Linked DNA regions of Sus scrofa: region 2 is linked to region 1. The links are chromatin contacts, called in public HiChIP or PLAC-seq maps. All regions are on one chromosome and are shown on one strand. The core of a region is the stretch at or near the end of the contact, and the rest is flanking DNA. Distances in the headings are between cores, read along the strand shown. Region 1 overlaps DLGAP1 (disks large-associated protein 1). Region 2 has its middle 30 kb from the start of MRLC2.

Evidence for each region. HiChIP or PLAC-seq counts read pairs in DNA pulled down with a chosen protein or histone mark.
Region 2: an H3K27ac HiChIP or PLAC-seq map of alveolar macrophages shows a contact between it and region 1. The contact joins two enhancer-like sites. A contact is called at or near these places in 13 of 47 Hi-C or Micro-C datasets (brain, embryonic fibroblasts, epiblast stem cells and 5 more) and 1 of 2 datasets of contacts at active chromatin or transcription factors (alveolar macrophages).

Annotation. Positions count from the first base shown.
Region 1 is chr6:103,092,603-103,096,967 of Sscrofa11.1, forward strand. All of the region lies in intron 7 of DLGAP1 (disks large-associated protein 1), which reads left to right. Among named protein-coding and RNA genes, the nearest start is that of TGIF1, 140 kb to the right of the region's middle. Within about 2 kb of position 2,014, at least 9 of the 83 cell types and tissues checked have an H3K27ac peak or open chromatin away from gene starts, as enhancers often do. A contact at or near this core is called in alveolar macrophages and embryonic fibroblasts, where this site is marked.
Region 2 is chr6:103,376,849-103,381,213 of Sscrofa11.1, forward strand. No RefSeq gene overlaps it. Among named protein-coding and RNA genes, the nearest start is that of MRLC2, 30 kb to the right of the region's middle. Within about 2 kb of position 2,368, at least 14 of the 83 cell types and tissues checked have an H3K27ac peak or open chromatin away from gene starts, as enhancers often do. A contact at or near this core is called in alveolar macrophages and embryonic fibroblasts, where this site is marked.

The DNA of each region.
Region 1 (4,365 bases), core at 764-3,263:
GGTGTTTCAGGGTCAGGAGAGGAGCAAGCCGATGTCCCCTCCAGGAAGGAGGGTGGGCAGAGTGTGTACCAGGCCCCTGACACCAAGCAGGAATTCAAGTTTGCTCTGCATGTAACGTGGAATTTTATGGAGAGACTGTCCAAACCTCCCCCTAAGAAAACACAGAAAGAAGTTACAGCAACAAAAGCAAGAAGCCCATGAGAATGACTTTGCTGGCAGAAACTCCCAGTGGCTAGTTGACCCGGTTTCAGTTAATTATCTGTAGAATTCCAAATAACAGTTGGTCCACCCTGGGCGTTTTGATGTGTTATCAAGGAAAGGCTTTGAAGTCAGAGCTTTATGTTGCCTGCTTGGCTTCAGCACCGTTTTCCACAAACGGGTGGAAAAAACAAAATAAATTTTGTTCGAAAGCCAGAGAGCCAAGAGAACATTAGATAAGTTTAAAAACTATTTTCCTGCTAGAACCATCGCTGGGTTCTCCATTTTTCTAGTAACTATGGTTACTCCTGGGTAACCATATCCTGAAAAGGAGAGTAAGGAAAAATAAGGGCAGAAAGCAGCATGAGTGTCCTGGACTTTTTCCGGTCGCCTCTTCATCACTTGGCCTCCTGTGAATCCCTGGGGCTCACAGGGAGTGGCTGATGGGTACCAGAAGTCAGGCCTACTTCAACTGCTGCTTGAGCATCTCTTTGGCAGCTTATTGGCTGGGGGCTGTAGCAGCTTTGAAGGCTTGGGAGCATGCTGTGTGGTAACTGTGTTACAACATGTGTGCCCGGGCTCCGCCCCTCAACTGTGCCATGGGGGCGGGGCAGGGCGTAGCGGGGGTAGTGTTCCGCGCATGCGTTGTCCGTGCATCTGGAATGCGAGATTTTTTGACAAGCATGCTCTGTGGGATGTATGTTGGACAGTCTATCTATCTCGATTCAAATCAAACCTCAGATGGTGGTCCTTGTGAATGCTGCGCTCTGTACTTGCTATTTTCTATCAGCGGAATGAACTCAAGGCAGCTTCTACGGCAAGAGGGAATCCACTGCCAGAAATGAAATCTATTTCCTTTTCTTTAAAAATGATTCTGTTCTCGGTTATCCTAGAACTCTGAAAATGGCATTAATGGTTTAGGTAGGTTTTTCTTTTCTTTCTTTTTAAGCAAAGACAATTGCCCAAGTCATAAGAGGAAATCACCAAAGATTCCATATGCTACTTCTTCTGGAGGATTTTTTCATGCAGTTTTGTTCGGTTTCTTTTTCTGAAGCAGGGGTGCCCCCTTCAGCATTTTGCAGCTTCCAGTAAGCTTTTAAAATCAGCAGAAAGAAAAAAGCTACTGTAACACGTGAATGGTAAGGTTAAAAGTGAATGGCCCTTTCTCATTTTAAAGACAGAATGCACATCCGTACTTTATTTTGTAATGATGAAAAAAATATTTGTACGGGGAAAAATTTTAGATTTGAAAGAAAGCCTTGCAAAGCTTTGTTGATAACACTGATGAATTCTGGACTCTTATTTTATTTTGATAACCCCAGAGAATTGGCGTCAAGAGCAAACATCCAGACAGCAAACTGGGTAGGAGAGCAAGTTGGGGCAATGGCAAGAATTCCATGGAGTTCCCGTTGTGGCTCAGCAGAAACGAATCTGACTAGTATCCATGAGGACACAGGTTCAATCCCTGGCCTCGCTCAGTGGGTTAAGGATCTGGCATTGCCATGAGCTGTGGTTGCAGACATAGGTCGGATCTGGCGTGGCTGTGGTATAGACCAGAGGTTACAGCTCGGATTTGACCCCTAGCCTGGGAACCTCCATATGCAGCCCATGCAGCCCTAAAAAGAGACACACACACACACAAAGAATTCTGTGACAGTATCATCTAAATATTCCTCTGAAAATGGATTTTTCCTTCTTGAAATGGGAACAGAGAGAACAGGAAGGGGTGCCGTGTTTCTACAAGTAGGACTGACATAGCAGACTATCCAGGCAAGAAGAGAAGGAAAGTTGCAGAAGAGCTGAGTCACACCCGAGTCAGCCGTGCTCTGACCCCTGGTGGGCAGCTACTCTGAGGCAGGGAGTCTGCAACACTGGAGGCTAAGGACAGGCCTTGGCAACTGCTAACTGCTGTGTTCTGTGAAGAGTCTTGCCTCAAAGGCCATTTGTTTATCCCTTGTAGGTGGGTGACAATCTGAAATTTCAAAATGATGTCAAATTCTTTTGAAAGCCTATATGAGAGAAAGAATTCTGGCTTCTTTGGAAAGCTTCCATGTCTTTAAAAATGGGAACTGGAGTTCCCGCTGTGGTGCAGTAGGTTAAGAACCCAATGTTGCTGTAGGTGTGGCTCGGATTCGATCCAGGGAATTTCCATAGGCAGTGGGGAAAAAAAGTACAAACTTCTAGTTATAAGATAAATAAGTACTAAGGGGAGTTCCTGTCATGGCGCAGTGGTTAATGAATCCAACTAGGAACCATGAGGTTGCCGGTTCGATCCCTGCCCTTGCTCAGTGGGTTAAGATCCAGCGTTGCCGTGAGCTGTGGTGTAGGTTGCAGCGCGCTTGGCCCCACTGCTGGGCTCCTGGGTGGCAGGGCAAGCTGATGGATCCCGTCAGCCTGGCGAATCGCTCCATAGGTGCGGGGGGCTGCTCAGGAAGATCCGGCAGACTTGTATAGACCTCGATCCAGGTTGCTGTGGCTTGTGTGGCCGTGGCTACAGCTCCGATTGGACCCCTAGCCTGGGAACCTCCATATGCTGCAGGAGGGGCCCAAGAAATAGCAAAAAGACAAAATAATAATAATAATAATAAGTACTAGAGATATAATATCTAACATGATAAATACAATTAACACTGCTGTGTGTTATAGATGAAAATTGTTAAGAGTAAACCCCAGGAGTTCTCATCGCAAGGGAAAATTTTTTTTTCTTTTATTTTCTAATTCTGTGAGATGATGGATGTTCATGACACTGGGCCAGCCAGGCAGGAGATTGAACCCTTGCTTCCACAGAGACCCCAGCTGCTGCAGTCGGATTCTTAACCTTCTGCGCCACGGTGGAACTCCAGTACCTTTTGATTACTTCATCCAGTCCCCCTCCCCCCACCTCCTACTGTCTGTCCCTCCACCCCCCTGCCTCGGGTAAGCACAAATCTGATCATCCTTTTCTACCAGCTTGTTTGTTGGTTTCTGAAGTGTAATTGACCTGCCACACAATGTTTGTTCCTGGTGCACAACAGAGTGATTCAGTAGTTCTATACATTACAAAACAGTCACCACTCGATACTTTTAAAGTGTCTTATTTTTTCATGATAATGGTCATCAGCCACAGTCCCCATGGAGCAGAGCCCTTAGGACTGTTGTCACACCCAAGGTGATGTTTCCTCTGGCCTCAAGGCCTCACACCCAGCAATGGAAGGACTCCTTGAGAATAGGTAAAAATAAGGAAAAAACGTGACTGAATCTTTGTTCCCATTTTTCAAAATTCACAACACCTGCAGCTTCGTGTCTGTCTGGTAAATCTATAAAAACCGCTACTTTTGGTTATAAAGTGCTGATTCCACCTTCCACGTGTGTGGAGGACCGAGATACTTTTACTGAAGAAATTCTTTTTCTCCATAATATGTATGACATGCAATGTTTCCAAAAATGCCTCTGTTTGGGTACCTCTAACAAATTACCATAGACCAGGTGGTTTAAACAGCAGAAATTTCTCTCTCACAGTTCTGAAGGCTGAAAGTCCAAGATCAAGGCAGCTTCAGTGTCTGGGTTGCAGACTGCTGTGTCCTCACCCATGGAAGAGGGCAGGGACTCTCTAGAGTCTTCTTCATAAGGGCACTAATCCCATTCATAAGGGCCCCTCCCTCATGACCTATTCACCCCCTAAGATCTATCTCTTGATACTTTGCTGGTTGAGATTTCAACATAAGAATTTGGCAGGGGATTGGGGGGGGTGCAAAACAAATATTAAGTCCATCACATCCTCAAATGAATTTAACATTTAAAAAATATGCCAAATGTATTGATGTCATTCCTTCCATAGAAGAATTTAGTCCTTGTCAACAAGTCTTTTGATTTATTGAGCAAAGCCATATACTCATGCATCAGGTTAGACTGGTAGATCCTTTAGCGAATAGATAGCTGACAGACCTATTTCTAGTAATACATTTGGGATGAAGACTCAATGTGTTCACTATTGGGAATCAGAACAAAACACCTTGACAGACCTTCAAGTCAGAGAGCAACAGAGACAGGAAGGGCTGCCTTCCGGGAAAGAATTCCTCGGGTTCTACCAGGATGAAAGGTGACAGTGGGTCAGGGACCAAAATCCGAACATTGCAGATACTGAAATTGAGACTCCGGAGAGTTGTTTCTGCAGAGAAACCCAGGCCC
Region 2 (4,365 bases), core at 1,118-3,617, 280 kb after region 1:
CGGTCAGCATCTCTTCCACTAGTAGGGAGGTGACCCATTTTGCTGCCTACTTCCAATTTAATCCAGATGCAAAGAAAGTAGGGCGATGTTTTGTATTTTCCAAATCAAATGCATCTTTTCAAATAAAAGAGAAAATGTGCCACAGAAGAGTTTCAAAATTGAGGTCTGTTTGAAATATTCAAGCAAAGTAGCAAAATGGTGAAGGTGACAGACATCTGGAACGCAGGTGGTAAAAAAGAAGAAAATCACAACAAAAACCATATGCATGAAAAGACGGATCTACACCAAAGAGAAAAGATAAGCAGGAACCCTAACATTTTCAATCCCCATGATTGTGGAGGGAAGAGAAATGCTCACTTTTCATCTCTTTAAAGTGACCTTGCCTGTTTCCTCTTCATAATAATTTGATTGCATGCATTTACCTTCTGTTTCATTTTATTCGCTCAGCTCTTAGCCAGTTCCGTCAGCTGGAAGGGTCCCTGGACTTGCACATCTTTCCATTGTGAAAACTGTAGGCTGGCAATGGGTTTGCCTTCCTCCCTCCCCTGAGGAGCACATGACGGATTTGCCTCTGATCAGCCCGTCAACTGCTGTTCACAGATTGCCCACTCTGCATGGCAGGCCTGTTGGAGGAAGACAGGTTCTGGCTCTCGTGGGCTGACATTTATATGAAGAGGTTGGGCTATAGACTCTTTTTGTCTTTTAACAGGGATAGAAATAGCCAGACTAACAAACAAGGTAGGGGGACGAAAGCTGTATGAATGAAATGGAGTTTAAAAAGGAAATGGCTGCAAACACTTAGAGCTGAACTAAGACCTGAAATGAGGGTAGAGCAAGTCTGGGGTACACATATTTCTTGCTTGAGAAGTTTCTGAGTCACTGATTGAAATCTGCCATCCTAGTTGTTTTCTGAGACTACTGTTTGTTTCCATGAGTGTAGACATGGTTCCCTGTTTACAGATGCTTGTCTCTTTGTTTTTACATTCAAGGTGTGGGCACCCGAGATGTAAAAACACTATGTGGGGAGAAGAGAGAGGGAGCTGAATTCAAGGGCAATTTTATTTTTATGTTTTTATTTTATTTTATTTATTTATTTATTTATTTATTTTTTGTCTTTTTGCTATTTCTTGGGCCGCTCCCACGGCATATGGAGGTTCCCAGGCTAGGTGTCGAATCGGAGCTGTAGCCACCAGCCTACGCCAGAGCCACAGCAACGCGGGATCCGAGCCGCGTCTGCAACCTACACCACAGCTCACGGCAACGCCGGATCGTCAACCCACTGAGCAAGGGCAGGGACTGAACCCGCAACTTCATGGTTCCTAGTCGGATTCGTTAACCACTGCGCCACGACGGGAACTCCTATTTTTTTATTTAAAAAATTTTTGGCTATGCCCATGGCATGGGGAACATCCTAGGCCAGGGATCGAACCCACACCACAGCACCAGAGCCATAGCAGTAACAATGCCAGGTCCTTAACGTACTGAGCCACCCGGGAACTCCACAAGGGCAATTTTAAGACAAAGGAAAAAGCTCTTGAGTTGGGTAGAGCAGCCAAGGCTACTGTCTGATCAGCCAGGTGAGAAGGACCCAGTGGAGGCTAGAAAGAGCCTGGAGTGGGAGGCTGCTGCTGCCCCACCGGCTGAGGTACCTCAGGGAGACTTGGGAGATGAGGGCCTTAGTCTTCCAGTCTGAGAAGTGGAAGCTTCTCTCTCAAGACACCTTTCAACAAGTGGACCCTCCTCTCAACTGTTTATAAGTGGGTAGGGACCTGACATGGATAACACACTGGATTTCTTTAACTGCCTCTAAAATAAGCAGGAAATCTTGAATATTTTCCATATAACTCTTAATATGGAGGTTTTTCTTTTTCATGTGTTTACTTGTGTTCTCAGCCATGTGACTGGCTGCCAGGAAGGCAAACGATGGTAGCGCTGAGATGCTAGTGAGTATCATGTCAGAGCAGGCATTTCTCAGAAACCATGTGTGACCTCTTCAGTGAGCTGCTGGGACATCAGCCATGGTAGCCCTGGCACAGACACGGATGGACACAGCCATGCTTGGGATTCTGGTGACAGGAGAAACCTAACCTTTACGACTTGCACCATCCAGGGCTGGAGAGTGGATTCAGAATCTCTGTATCACCCGCAACACGCGGACAAATATCCACTTCCGGAAATAATCACTGAATAAAAAGATCACACATAAAAGGGGAACTTGAGCAAAGTACAACAAGCACAACCTCCTAAGTGAGTCACTGTCAATTTATACTCCGATGATTACAAAAAGTGAATCAAGCATTCAGATTTACTTTTGCTGTGCTGGTTGGCAATGTCTGGCAGGAAAAATGCATCGTCATTGTGCTCATTCAGAACAAGCGGCTGAAAGGAAGTACTGTGCACCGGGAGCAAAAACCAACGGCGGGAGAAGTGGGGCTGGTAAAAGATTAGGATGGCTTCCCGCAGGATGCGCTGAAACACATTTTTGTACTGAAACACACCCACTCAAACATCCGCCAGGCTACTTCTGGTATCCTCTGCCAAAACACCTCGGATCTGTCTACTTCATTTTGATTCTGATGGTATTTCCAAGAGGTAGACAAGGCGGGCAACAGCTGCGCTAAAAACAGTCTCATGGTCATTTGTGTTTAGGCTGATCTTACTTAGCTTAGGCTGTGTGACTTACTGGTTTATTGTGTAAATGCAACCACTGCTAGAAATAGTTCTCAACAGTCCTGAGGTAGTACTAGCATTCATATAGAGAGTGTGATTTTACAAAATGTTTTCATACACATCCACTGGCTCTGTGCCTCCACCCTTGCCCCCAGGGCAACACCCGTGGCATATGGGAGTTTCCAGGCTAGGGGTCTAATCGGAGCTACAGTTGCCAGCCTATACCGCAGTGACAGCAACATGGGATCAGGAGCCACGTCTGTGACCTACATCACAGCTCAGGCAATGATGGATCCTTGATTCACTGAGCAAGGCCAGGGATGGAACCCATGTCCTCATGGATACTAGTTGGATTGGTTCAGCTGTGCCACAACAAGAATTCCCTCTATGCTTGTCTTTTCATCTCAAAAATAGCACTGCTGTGGTGCTGGTTCGATCCCTGGCCTGAGAACTTTCCTGACACTATCAAAACACTCAATAATTGTAAATGAATGAATGGATGAATGCAGCATTGTAAAAAGAAGACTTAGAGATTGTTCCCTGCATTTTGGGGTTCAAAAATAGTATGAATTTCACTGTAATAGATTTTATCATCCATTCTTCCCCTTTAGGAAACAATACTGACAAAGTTACAGCATTTTGGGGACTGATGCTTTCTGCATATTTTTATTCATGATTTTTGACTCAACTTCATGAAGAAGTTACTACAGTACCAAGGATTATAGTGCCATCTAGTGACACTTCTAGTTATTGTGTCTAAAAGTGCATATGACAACATCTGCTCTAAGAGGTTCACCTAAAAGATTGGGTGTGCTGTGTGCAGTATGTGATCTTTGCCATTTTTCTGTCCAAGAAAACTTTTCTCAAAATTTCAGTATGTGATAAACCTTCTCATCCTCACTCATATTTCCCAGATGACATACTTACTGAGCCTATTCAGACTAGATTTTCAATAGTTTATATTTCAAAGAATGTGTTTATTTTTAAGACCTTTTGATTTTGAGATGAAACACTGATATATTTATTTTTAGGGATAAATGATATTAAATATATACACTGGCTATATGATATTGTTTTCAAAAACATTAAAATGTAAAAAAAATTTATAATCAAGAAAATTTATTAAAAATTTTTTATTACTCAATGAATTTACTACATTTATAGTTGTACAATGATCATCACAATCCAATTTTATAGGATTTCCATCCAACACCCCCAGGGCATCTCCCCACCCCACCTCCAACCTGTCTCCTTTGGAAACTAAGATTTTCAAAGTCTGTGAGTCAGCATCTGTTCTACAAAGAGGTTCATTGTATGCTTTTTTCAGATTCCACATGTAAGTGATAGCATTTGATGTTGGTGTCTCATTGTCTGACTGACTTTACTTAGCATGATAATTTCTAGGTCCATCCATGTTGCTAAAAATGCTGTTATTTCGTTCCTTTTAATGGCTGAGTAATATTCCATTGTGTATATATGTACCACATCTTCTTTATCCACTCCTCTGTCAATGGACATTTAGGTTGTTTCCATGTCTTGGCTATTGAAAATAGTGCTGCAATGAACACTGGAGTACATGTGTCTTTTTGAGTCATGGTTTTCTCTGGATAGATGCCCAGGAGTGGGATTGCTGGATCGAATGGTAATTCTATGTTTAGTTTTCTGAGGAATCTCCATACTATTTTCCACAGTGGT